Regions from separate parts of the Ovis aries genome. Here region 1 is linked to region 2. A link is a contact called in public Hi-C data. All regions are on one chromosome and are shown on one strand. Each heading gives the region's core, a stretch centred on a gene start, on an enhancer-like site or on the middle of the called end of the contact. The rest is flanking DNA. Distances are from core to core; before and after follow the strand shown. Region 1 holds the start of ANAPC15 (anaphase promoting complex subunit 15). Region 2 holds the start of XNDC1N (XRCC1 N-terminal domain containing 1, N-terminal like).

Region 1 (5,283 bases), core at 260-2,759, 190 kb before region 2:
TTTTACTCCAATCACCTTCCCAGTAAGGTTTTCCTTGACCCTCTAAGATAAAACATCTCCTCTATCAACATTTTATTCCCACTTCTCTGATTTATTTTTTCTCCTTAGTATTTACTGCAATCTTAAAACTATCTTTTTATTTCTCTCATTAAAATGAAAGCACCGTGAGTCTCTTCATGATTTTGTTATTGTTCTGTTTTGTTCACTATTGTACATTCTTTACTTAGAATAATGACAGGCATGTAATAAAGTACTCGGTAGATACTGGTTGAAAGAATGCAAAAAAAAAAAAAAGTGGACATTTCCAAGGGGCAAATTTTACTCTTTAATGAAAAACTTTATAACAACCAGAACTGCTTGGAAACAATGTAAGTCCGTATGCACAGTACACTAACTCTTAAATATGTTATCTCATCAAATTCTCACATCAGTCCAAGGTAGGAAGAAGCCTGGGGAGAAGAGGAAACAGAATCCAGACATGGAAAAAGGATTTGTTAAAAGGCACACATTGGGTCAAGGCAGTAGTGAAATGATGGATGATTGCTGGCCTTGAAATGGGCTGGTGCGTGATGGAGCTTAATGGGCACTGGGTTTGAAGGACTTCCGTTGCCAGAATGTATTATGATTTCTGAAGGGGAAGCTGAGTCAGACAGGTTAGAATAAAGGCATCAGCAAAGGAGTGGGAGAGATGTGACAAGGCTGACCCCTAAGCGGATTTAGCCCAGACCTGGAGAGGGCAGCTCAATTCCCCAGTAGTAGAATGCTGCGCCTGAGACTGAGTAAACACTCCAGCCCTTACAAAATCTGGAATGCAGACCTGGAAAGGCAATTTTGAGACCAGTGAAAGGACTTCCCTGGCGGTCAGCGCTTCCAATGCAGAGAGCGCTGGTTGGATCCCTGGCCAGGGAACAAGATCCCACATTCCCTGGGGCTGCCCGTTCCGCCCGCCCCCAACCCCCACCCCCCAAAAAAGACCAGGGAGTCCACTGCAGGTTAGCAGAGTCTGGCTTCCCTACTTGACTCTGAGGTCTTTGAGGGCAGGGACCATGTTCCTAGATTTAGCTCCCGCTTCTAGCAGGGCCTGGAATACAGAATATAATAGGGACCCAAACATTTCCGTTGAAGGCATACATAAATGAATGTATGCACCAAAACGGGAAACTGAGGGACAGAAAGGACAGACAGGAACGGCGAGGGGTAAAATCACCCAGCGATTCTGAGGTAGAAGTAGACGAATTTTCCTGGTACGCAGCACAACAAATAGTCCTAGTACTAACGCTGGTCGCTGCCACCTATTTTTCAGCAGGGATTGGCGAGAAAATCCGGCCTGGGGAGAGAGAGGCGGGGCTACACGGGTACAGAGCTGGCGCGCCAAATCTCCACCCAGCACGTGACCGACATGTGGAACGTCACTTCCACTCTGGCGGGGCGGGAGCGGGAAACAAAAGAAGAGCAAACACGCATGCGTTTGGTGTGTCCCTGGTTCTGGCGGGCTCTTCCGGTCAGGCAGAAATAAGTGCTTCCGGGTCGTCGCCGGCTGCCGCCTCCCGGCGCGGTAAGTACAGAAGCTAGGCTGCGGCTCCTGACTCCTCGTCCCTCCTTCCCTCCCTACCCCAGAGAAACCCTATTCTGATCCGACTCCTCTGGAGCTGCCTGCTCACACTCCCCTTAACATTAAAGCGCGCCAACTCATTGGCCGCTTCCTCGAGAGTAAGCCCCACCCCGTCACACAAGACCCGTCACTCATTGGTACCACTTCCAGTCACTCAGCATTTCTTCCAGTTAATTGGCCTTACCCTCCCTTCCGATTAGCGACCCTATAAGGGCAAATGCCTGTCCGAATCCCGCCCCTGCCTTCTTGTTGGTCAATTCCACGATTATAATAATAATAAGCAGAGAATGGGTGGTGGTTTTACGACGATGGGTTGGTCTTTCGGAGCCGCGTTCTTTGGCCGTTCAGTACTTCGGGGGGAGGGGGAGGGGTGTTATGGATCCTGTTAGAAGCGCCGGGAAGCTGCGGTACACGGAAGGGCAGCCCCTAGCCCCGGATTGGTCAAATAAATTAGGGCAAGAACAGAATTAGACATAGATCCTTTTCTCTTCATCTCTCGTGCCTGGCCTGGATCTACTCCCCGCAAGCGTTCCCCCCCAGTTTACCGTGTGACCTAGAGCCAGTCGTTGCCTGTGCTGGGCCTCAGTTTTCCTGTGAGCTGAAAAGTTTTAATTCAGATTCTCTGGGACCTTCCTTGTCAGCTCCCTCAGCCGTTTAAACCGAGCTGAGTTTATGTATTCTCTCACATGTTAGTTCATCTATTCAGTCTTTCATCTACTTATTTACTCATGCCTTTAGAATGTCTTACTGACACGTGGTAACACCTCCCTTCCCTGCCCCCCAATTTGGCTGTGGTTCATTATAGAGGTGGTTCGTGTCCTAAATTTCTGACACTGGGTATGTGTGGGCTGGGTCAGCATGGAGGAGCAAAAAGTAGGTCTGGTGTTTGGAGGGGGTAGAGGTAGTTTCAGTAGAGTCCTGCCATCTTTAATTTTGAATTTTGTAATGCCAGTCTGCATTCTGGTTTCCTCTCTCTACATTTGGCTTTCATTCTCTTCCTTTCTTGAACAGCTTACAAACAGCTTTACTTATCCATAAAGTAAATTACTAATTGTTAGAATAATGGTGAAGTGAAGTCGCTCAGTCGTGTCCGACTCATTGCGATCCCATGGACTGCAGCCCCGCAGGCTCCTCGCTCCGTGGGATTTTCCAGGCATGAATACTGGAGTGGGTTGCTATTTCCTTCTCCAAGAATAATGATGAGGGTGGTATAATTGTTATTGTCCCATTTTACAGATGAGGAAGCTGAGGCTCAGAGGTTAAGTGACTTGGCGGAGGTCAAATAGCTAGTAAGTGGTGGAGCCAGGACTCAAACCCAGGTCTGTCTGATTCCCACAGGGTAGGAGTGCGTCTCTGCCACTGTCCACTCCATCCAATCCCCAAGTCAAAATGTCAGCAAATAAAATCTAAAACCACACACATCTGAGAGAGCTGGATTCACCTGACCCTTTCTCTCAGTCTAGGAGCCATGTCCACCTTGTTCCCCTCACTCTTCCCCCGTGTGACTGAGACACTGTGGTTTAATTTGGATCGACCCTGTGTGGAGGAGACAGAGCTGCAGCAGCAAGAACAGCAGCATCAGGCCTGGGTGAGTGAGAACCTAGCACAGCAGGGGCGCTTCAGTCAGGCTCCCCATCCCCCTTCTCTGGCCTTAACCTGGCCCTACTCTGCAGATCTGCCCTGGGGGAGGTTTTTGTCCTGAGCTGGGGACCTAGGTTCTCACCTTTGTGTTACCCTAATTTGCTGAAGACTCTGGGACCTCTAGGCCAGATCAGAGCCCAGGCTCTTTTCCCTACAACACAGGAAGTATTTTTTGACTGTCTATCGAGGACCTTGCAGATGTCCTGTTCTAGGCTGGTAGTGTCACTTCATCCTCACCATAATCTTATAAGGAAACCAAAGACCAGAGAGTTTACATAGCTAGATCAAATTCATAAGTAAGTGGCAGAAGACAGGAAAGAGACTGAATCTTCCTGAGAGTCGTAAGGAAGCTTCTCCTCCACACTTGGGGGTCTTCTTGGGGGCAGGGCAGGTGAGTGCCATGCCTTTGACTGCCCTGCTTGGGCCCCAGCCTTGCTCTCCTCCCTGTCTGGCCACAGCTCCAGAGCATTGCAGAGAAAGACAACAACCTGGTACCTATTGGCAAGCCGGCCTCAGAGGTGAGTGGCTCCAGCAGGTGGGGCCTGTGTGGGGCTCAGGTGGACGGAAGCTCTGCTCTAATTCTGAAAGTCTGACCTCTGACTCCAGAGTAGGTGTGGTCCTCAACTCTGGTGGAGGCCAGAAAGGGGTGAGAGAGAGGGTGGGTAGTGGGCCCAGCACTAAGGTAGTGCACCAACCAGCTAGACTCGAGTGGCACAGGATCAGGGAGTGGAGCTCATTCATTAGCCCCAGAGAGAAGCTCCAAGTGGGCCACTCCTTGAAGTGGCCCAGGCAGACCTATAGAACCTCCAGGCTCTTCCCTGCCTCACCAGCACTATGACGACGAGGAAGAGGAAGATGAAGATGACGACGAGGACAGTGAAGAGGACTCAGAGGATGACGAGGACATGCAAGACATGGATGAGATGAATGACTACAATGAGTCACCTGATGACGGAGAGGTCAACGAGGTAGGCAGGGGTGTAGCCAAGGGAACGGAAACCCTGGATCCTGCCAGGGGCAGGACCTGGGACTGGGGCTGGCTGGGTGGCTGAGGCCCTTCCCCACCCACACCCAGCCTCCTCTGCAGGTGGACATGGAAGGCAACGAACAGGATCAGGACCAGTGGATGATCTAGGTAGACAAGAAAAGGTGGTCTCAAGAAAAGGGGTCCGAGGACGGCCCTGGACTCCCTGCAGAACCAGCTGATCACCGACCCCCATGGCCCACCCCAGTGCCTGAATGCTCATCCTCAGGCACTTCCTCAGCTGCTGCCAGGACCTGGTCTTCTTGGTCCCTCCCAGGCCATCAGTCTGCCCTTGAATCCCCAGGGCCTAAGCCCAGCCCACTCCCTTCTAGCCAGCATCTCACCCCTTGTTTGTCAGATCTAGTCTCTTTCTAACTTTCTTTAATAAAGACACAGGACTGATTTTTTTTTTCCCCCATGTCTATTCCCTATTTCTTGGTGGAACCTAGAGGAGGAGTCCAGCATCTTCTCTTGAGCTTTGGGGAAAGGGTTTTCAAGGGACTTCAGGCAGATCTACCTGGCCATGTGGGCTGGGGCTAGAGAAGGCCATAGTAGCCCTGGCTGTCATCTGAGGCTCCACTGCCATTTCCTCTGGCCCAGCTTGCACCCAGCCATTCCTGCGAGGCCTCTAACTTAGTGTTTACTGTTTTCATTTGATTCCACCCGAAATAGCATGGGGTTGGGGAGAGTCGGGGGCAGGTTCTCTGAGACCCAGAACTGAGAGGCCCCTGGAACTCTCCTAGTCAACCTCCTTGGTGTTAGAACAGATTAAATCTCAAAACAGGGCAGAGACTCCCATGGAGTAACTCAGCAAATCAGTGACACGGCTGGGTTGGGCGCTCAAGCTTCTTGCCTGTCAGTCCATGACTCTAGACTGGGAGGAGAGGAACCAGTGGAATCACACAGCCTGACAGAACTTGAGGCCTCAGGTTAGCGTGGAGCCAGAGTGGGACAGAGGTGGAAGGAGAGCCCCTCTAGCCCTGAGCCCAGCATATGTCAATCCACA
Region 2 (5,604 bases), core at 1,743-4,242:
TAAAGAAATCAGAGCATGGAGTCTTTCCAAAGAAGTGGCATCTTAGCTAGATTATCCATTACTTTTTTATAATCTGAGCTTCACAGTAGTCTCTCTACCAAGTAGAAACTGTTAAAGGAGAGCAACTCTGATACCACATGCTTCTTTGTAAACCTAACTTTTCATTTTTCAACTCCAACCCATCTCCATCATAAAGACTTCAATGACTCTCAGCAGATTTGAGTGCTTGTCTCTAGCACCCCACTGAATCTGTTATACCCTTCCATTATAAAAAGTATCTAGTATTGCAGCAGGCCATTTGCTTGTCTTTTCTCTACATTATAGATTGGTAAAGATCCTGTCTTACTCATCTTTGAATTCCCAGTGCATAATACATGGAAGACTCCCATAATCACAAATTAAAGGATGGATTTCACTTTCTGTTTCACTAGTTAAGGATGCTAAAAAAAAAAAAGAAAAACAGCTGAGGAAGCATTAGTAGAAACTCACTCACAAACTAAGGTCACCCAGACCATACCCCTGCCTCTCCCCCTCTTTATTTGAGCTTGAAGGGAAAACTGTTCCTGCTTCTCAGAGTTACTTTCTTAAGCACACAAGGAAAAGGACAGAACCAGTCCACACAGAATTTCCAGACAGCAGATTATATTATTTCTTAGTAAATGAAACAAGGAACACAAGTTTCTGGGATGAATGCTAGTGCTTCATATAAAGTTGACTTCTAGGCATGACACTCTGGAAGTATAATTATGACACTAGAAGCGCTTAGATTTTTAAAACAGTAAGGAAGATAAGCAAAAATCAAAAATATCTAACTTCAAAACTTTCTTTTCTCCTTTGCCAAAACATTTGCTCTTTATCTCAATGAACCCTGGTACATGTAGCTGAAATCAGCTCCCCCCCCCCCCCCTGCTCAAAGGAGGCCATGATTAACAAAGCATGTGTAATAACCAAAACATATTATTTACTTTTATAAGGCACTTTCAAATATATCTCACTGCACTACAGCCAACCATAATCACAGAAACTTAAAGCTGAAAGGGGCTTGGAAGTCATTTCCACAACTACTCCACTTCACCAATCAAGTGGTATCCAAACATGCGTAGTCTTTAGTGACTGAAAGATACGGGTCTAAAATGGTTCTTTAAAAATCTCTCCCTGCTCTGACCACTTGTCAGTTTCTCAGTCTCCTCTCCCCATCTTAATGTTCTCAACCAGGTAAACCAAAACCTCCAAGTCATCCCACCACCAAACAACAGGCTTTGCTTCTCAAGTCCACTTCTACTCCCTTTCTCTGGGCCTCATCCCCAATCCCCACCCCACACTCCCACCCAGCCAAGGCCTCTAAGAAACTGATCCCTCAGACATCCCACTGGTTCCATCCCTAACAATCAAACCCCTTTCTCCTACTCCTCCCTGCTGTCCATATGCTGTCATGGGCAAGACCACAGGCACCCCTAGCCATGAATGTACCTTTGGCCTCGGAATCTTTTCCCTTTCCTTTCTCACCTTCTCTCTCTGCTTCTCAGCGCTGTCCCTTCATTCCCTTCAAACTCAATGTCTCCTTCCTCCTAGTGATTTCCTTCAAGGACCACTGGTCACTGAATACACCCGTTGTTAAATGCCTGTTACGTAGGTAAAAGAGACATACACCCTCAACAGCTCACTCTCAAAAAACTCATAAGTCTAATAGGAAAGAGGGAAAAAGAAAGAGAGAGAATCGCTGATTCGTTAAGACTCGACTCCTCTGAGAAGCCTACCCCAAACTGCACTGGTCCCCTCTTCTCAGTGCCACAGTTACACCTCCGATGAAAAGACTTCTTGTGCGTCTCCCACCACCATACCTTGGGTTCTTCTATGGGAAGGTCCCTAGCACCTACCCCTGAGCTTCGCTCAAAGGTGATACTTAAACGTTTAAGTGAGTGAATGGATACATTTCGCTATACGATAGTTCATTCACCCGTTCGTTCTATCATCCGTTGACCAAAGCTCTATCGAGCCCACAGTATGTACAAAGTTCTAGAACTTAAAGCGCTCTTACATAAAAAATAACTCAAACCTGAAATACTAGTAGATAAACACTCTTCCGTGGTCCGCGTCCCCCGCCCCGACTCCAAACCCAGACAGTCCTTTCCTTTCCCTCAGTGAAAACCCAGCTTTCCCTCACAGAAGTCTACGCCCCTCTAACTCAAACCACCTGGCAGCCCTTTAGTCCTCCCCAAGACCCTCAACTAATCCTAAATCTTAACACCCCCATCCCTCTGGCTTCTCTCTCTGTCCTCCACCTCCACCCTTGAGGTTGCTGCAAGTCTTCTACCCCATGACTGCCTCCGAGTCCCCGAGTCCTGGGTACCTCAGATTTCCCTCTTCGCGCACCCACTCCCCAGTTGGCTCCTTCCCTCTAAGGATCTCGTCTCTCCTAGGACCCCTACTCCCGATACCTCCCCTCCCTTCCCTTCAGTTTCAGGTTGAGTCTTTCTTCTCCTCAATTCTCAACTCTTCTCACCTCATCCAGCTCCCGTTCTCCGGCAGCACCGGCTCCAACCTCCACCTCCACCACTGCCGCCATCTTCACAGCTCTCCCCCTCCCCGCAGGCCCCGCGCGAGCCAGCTGCTTCCGCCGCTCAACTGCTTCTAGCGAATCGGCTGTACAAGCTTCGGCAGAGGGGGCGGGGCACCAAGACAGGCAGAGACCCGAAGGCAACTAAGAGACCGTCTGCCTGCTACCCACTTAAAGGTTAAGGAGGAGTGGATTCCGTGTACTTCTAAGCGTCGGCGGCGGAGGAGGGATCTTGGCAAATGAGAAATTAGCCTTGTATTATTTTCAGTACAAATATGTCACCAATTTTTGCCTGTGTAGAACCAAAGAGAAGAGCCCCAAGGCTGTCTACTTTGCGACGCTCCCTCAATGGGCAACTCTTGGGAAGCGTGGAGACTACTAAGGACTACATTTCCCAGAATGCCTAGAAACTGACCCGGAAGTTTAAAGTCCGGTCTCTCCGGGGGATTTGCAAGGCGTGAAATATATAGAAACCACCCGAAAGTACTTTTCTGTCTAAGCACGTGTCTTCTTACCTTGGTGGGAGTCAGTTTCCGGGAACAGCGGCTTCTTGAGGCCCCAGAACCTGTTCCCGGGCTTCGGGAGGCGGAAGAGTAGTGCTTGGGGTCAGAAGGCGGAGGTTAGAGGACAAAATTGGCGGGAGAACGTTTTTGGGTTTTTTTTTGGTCCAAGATCTAAGGCAGCGGTGGCACTTCGAAGTCCGTTATCCCGGGTGAGGGTCATTCGGGTTTTCGATGGGGGGGGGGGGGGGAGAAAGGACAAAAGGGAGGAAGGGTGGCTATAAAGGAAGTGGACAGGACAGCGCGTTCCGAGCAGCGGTGGAAGTAGCGGCTTAGGCTCAGGAATCTGAGAGCTGAAGAGTCTTGCCGGACTTCCACGGCCCCCAAACTGCTTCTTAGGCTCTCACGCCTCCGGATCCACTTCGCACATCTTCGAATTTTTTACTGTGCCCACACACTGCGTCCCCAGCTTCTACCCTTATGCCCGCCCTGTACAGCCTATTCACTATGCTGCACCCCAGCTTACAGTTTTCTTCTCATTTCCAGTACCCTGTTTTTTCTGTGCATTGTACATCTGAAGTACACGTCTCAAGTCTGTGGTCCCTGCTTACACTTCACCCCGCCCCCCGGAGGTCCCGGCTGAATCTACAGCATAGATAGAGCTAGGATGTCTTGTGGGCTCACCTTATTATTAGATTGACCGTCAACTTCATTGGGACCATCTACATTTATTTAAAATGGGAATTATATTTATTATGTGAAACTGGGTACAAAGAATATTATAAACACCGATTGACATCATAATCTATTTGCATACTCATTTTTTAAGAAAGATAATATGAAACAAGTGGAATTTATCTGTGTCCTTTACTATCGGATTCATTACCCTTTCATTCTCCCTAGAAGCAAGTCCTATAATTAGCTGTGTATTCTCCCAGTCAGTTGAAAAAAAAAAAATAGTGTGTATTCAGTGGGCAGTACAAGTATTGTTCCATTTCCTTTTGTAAAGAACCTAAGTGCTATTTTTCTATGTATAGTTATTTTTTTTATAACTTATTCTTTCACTATTTTGGGAGGAGGCAGTCTATCCATGTTTACATATATTTACATCTAATTTATTCCTTTTAACTGTTATATAGTATTCCATATGATATAGAACATTTCATTCATCCATTCCTCAACTAGTGGACTTTAGAGTTTTATGCTTTTTGCTGTTAGAAACATTACATGTATCTTTTTATGCACAGGAGCTAGAGCTGCACTGTTTAAGTAAACCAGGACAGGTGGCTATTCTTGAAATATAGCTAGTCAGAATTAAGATGTGCTGGAAGTGTTTATGAGAGAGCCCATTTCCCCATATTATTGCCACTCCTTCATACTGTAGACTTTTCTATTTTTTCCAGTCTTAGAGAAACAGGTATTTGCACTTTCCTTATTATCGGTGAGGCTGAGCACTTTTTTATATGGGGTATTGATCATTCAGATTTTATCTTAATGTGAATTGTATGTTTATATTGTCTCCCTAGTTTTATATTGGACTGCTTGCCCTTTTCTTGCCGACTTGTAGTATTTAAAATTTAAAAACAGTAGCAGTTTGTGGCCTATTATTGGTTGATGAGTTTGTTGTGTTTGCCAGAAACTTCTGCGCAATTCTGATTGAATTATATTGACCTAAGAAGTATTCTTTTCAGTGGCTATTTATTTATGCCTACTGTGTTCCAGCATCTCTCTGAAGTGTGGGAGATGATGAGCATGACAAAAATCCATATCCTCAAAGAGCTCACTGCTCAATGCAGGTACACACAGGATAAATAAGCTGGTGCCAAAAAACCAAGAACAACAGCGTATGCAAGGGCAGTGAAGTCAGAAAGCACTTAATCCCGTGAGAACAAGCAATTTGATAGATAGTGATCTTCATAAAAAATATTGTATATGTCTTATTCACCACTGTGTAACCTAGTCCAATGTCTGGTACCTGCTAGACACCCCCCTCCTCAAAATATTAGCTAAATAAAATATCTAAGATGGACAGCTTCAGAGTCCCCAAGCCTGGAGTGTAGTGTTGGGACTGGTTCAGTCAGATGTGTATATTAGTTATGAGAGATGGTGGAGTTTTTCCATCAAATCACAGGTGTATACTGGGAGTTTCTCCAAAACAGAGACCCTATCTATTTATTTATTTTTCTGTCTCCAGTATCTAGCAGAGAGTAAGAAAAATTGTTGAAAGTTCAGTGAGTTCCTATAATGAGAATAATCAGCTTTAGTTAATCTAAAGGCCTGGGGGGTGACTCAGGACTCACTCTGACCTCTTCTGTTTTTGAAGCCTTGGTACCATCTTGAATGTAACCCATGACCTTTAGAACGGTATTCATTAGACTTTGGTTACTGCTGTCACAGCAGCTACCTCACTCTGAGCATTCCATGACGGCTGACCATTTGGAGCCTAATACTTATGGTCATTCATTCAGCGGACACTGGTTAATCTGAAACTGTGTTTCTCCCTCTTAATGAGGATACAGAAATAAAACAAACATGAAGCCTGTCTTC

What was found. A called contact is a pair of places that touch in the nucleus more often than the background predicts.
Region 1: a contact with region 2 is called in a Hi-C map of blood, with 2.0 times the contacts expected there. The contact joins the promoter of ANAPC15 here to the promoter of XNDC1N in region 2. A contact is called at or near these places in 2 of 16 Hi-C or Micro-C datasets (blood and hypothalamus).

What each region holds. Positions count from the first base shown.
Region 1 is chr15:50,467,226-50,472,508 of ARS-UI_Ramb_v3.0, reverse strand. It overlaps ANAPC15 (anaphase promoting complex subunit 15), which reads left to right and starts at 1,509. Exons shown (of 5, transcript XM_042233183.1): 1 at 1,509-2,019; 2 at 3,071-3,200; 3 at 3,712-3,771; 4 at 4,084-4,221; 5 at 4,341-4,695. The coding sequence starts at 1,988. The coding sequence ends at 4,388. LOC132657823 (a long non-coding RNA gene) reads left to right here. Exons shown (of 2, transcript XR_009596531.1): 2 at 1-180. It also overlaps a transcript of TOMT not described here.
Region 2 is chr15:50,282,171-50,287,774 of ARS-UI_Ramb_v3.0, reverse strand. It overlaps XNDC1N (XRCC1 N-terminal domain containing 1, N-terminal like), which reads left to right and starts at 2,992. Exons shown (of 20, transcript XM_060399419.1): 1 at 2,992-3,269. RNF121 (ring finger protein 121) reads right to left here and starts at 2,572. Exons shown (of 8, transcript XM_060399420.1): 1 at 2,504-2,572. The coding sequence starts at 2,508.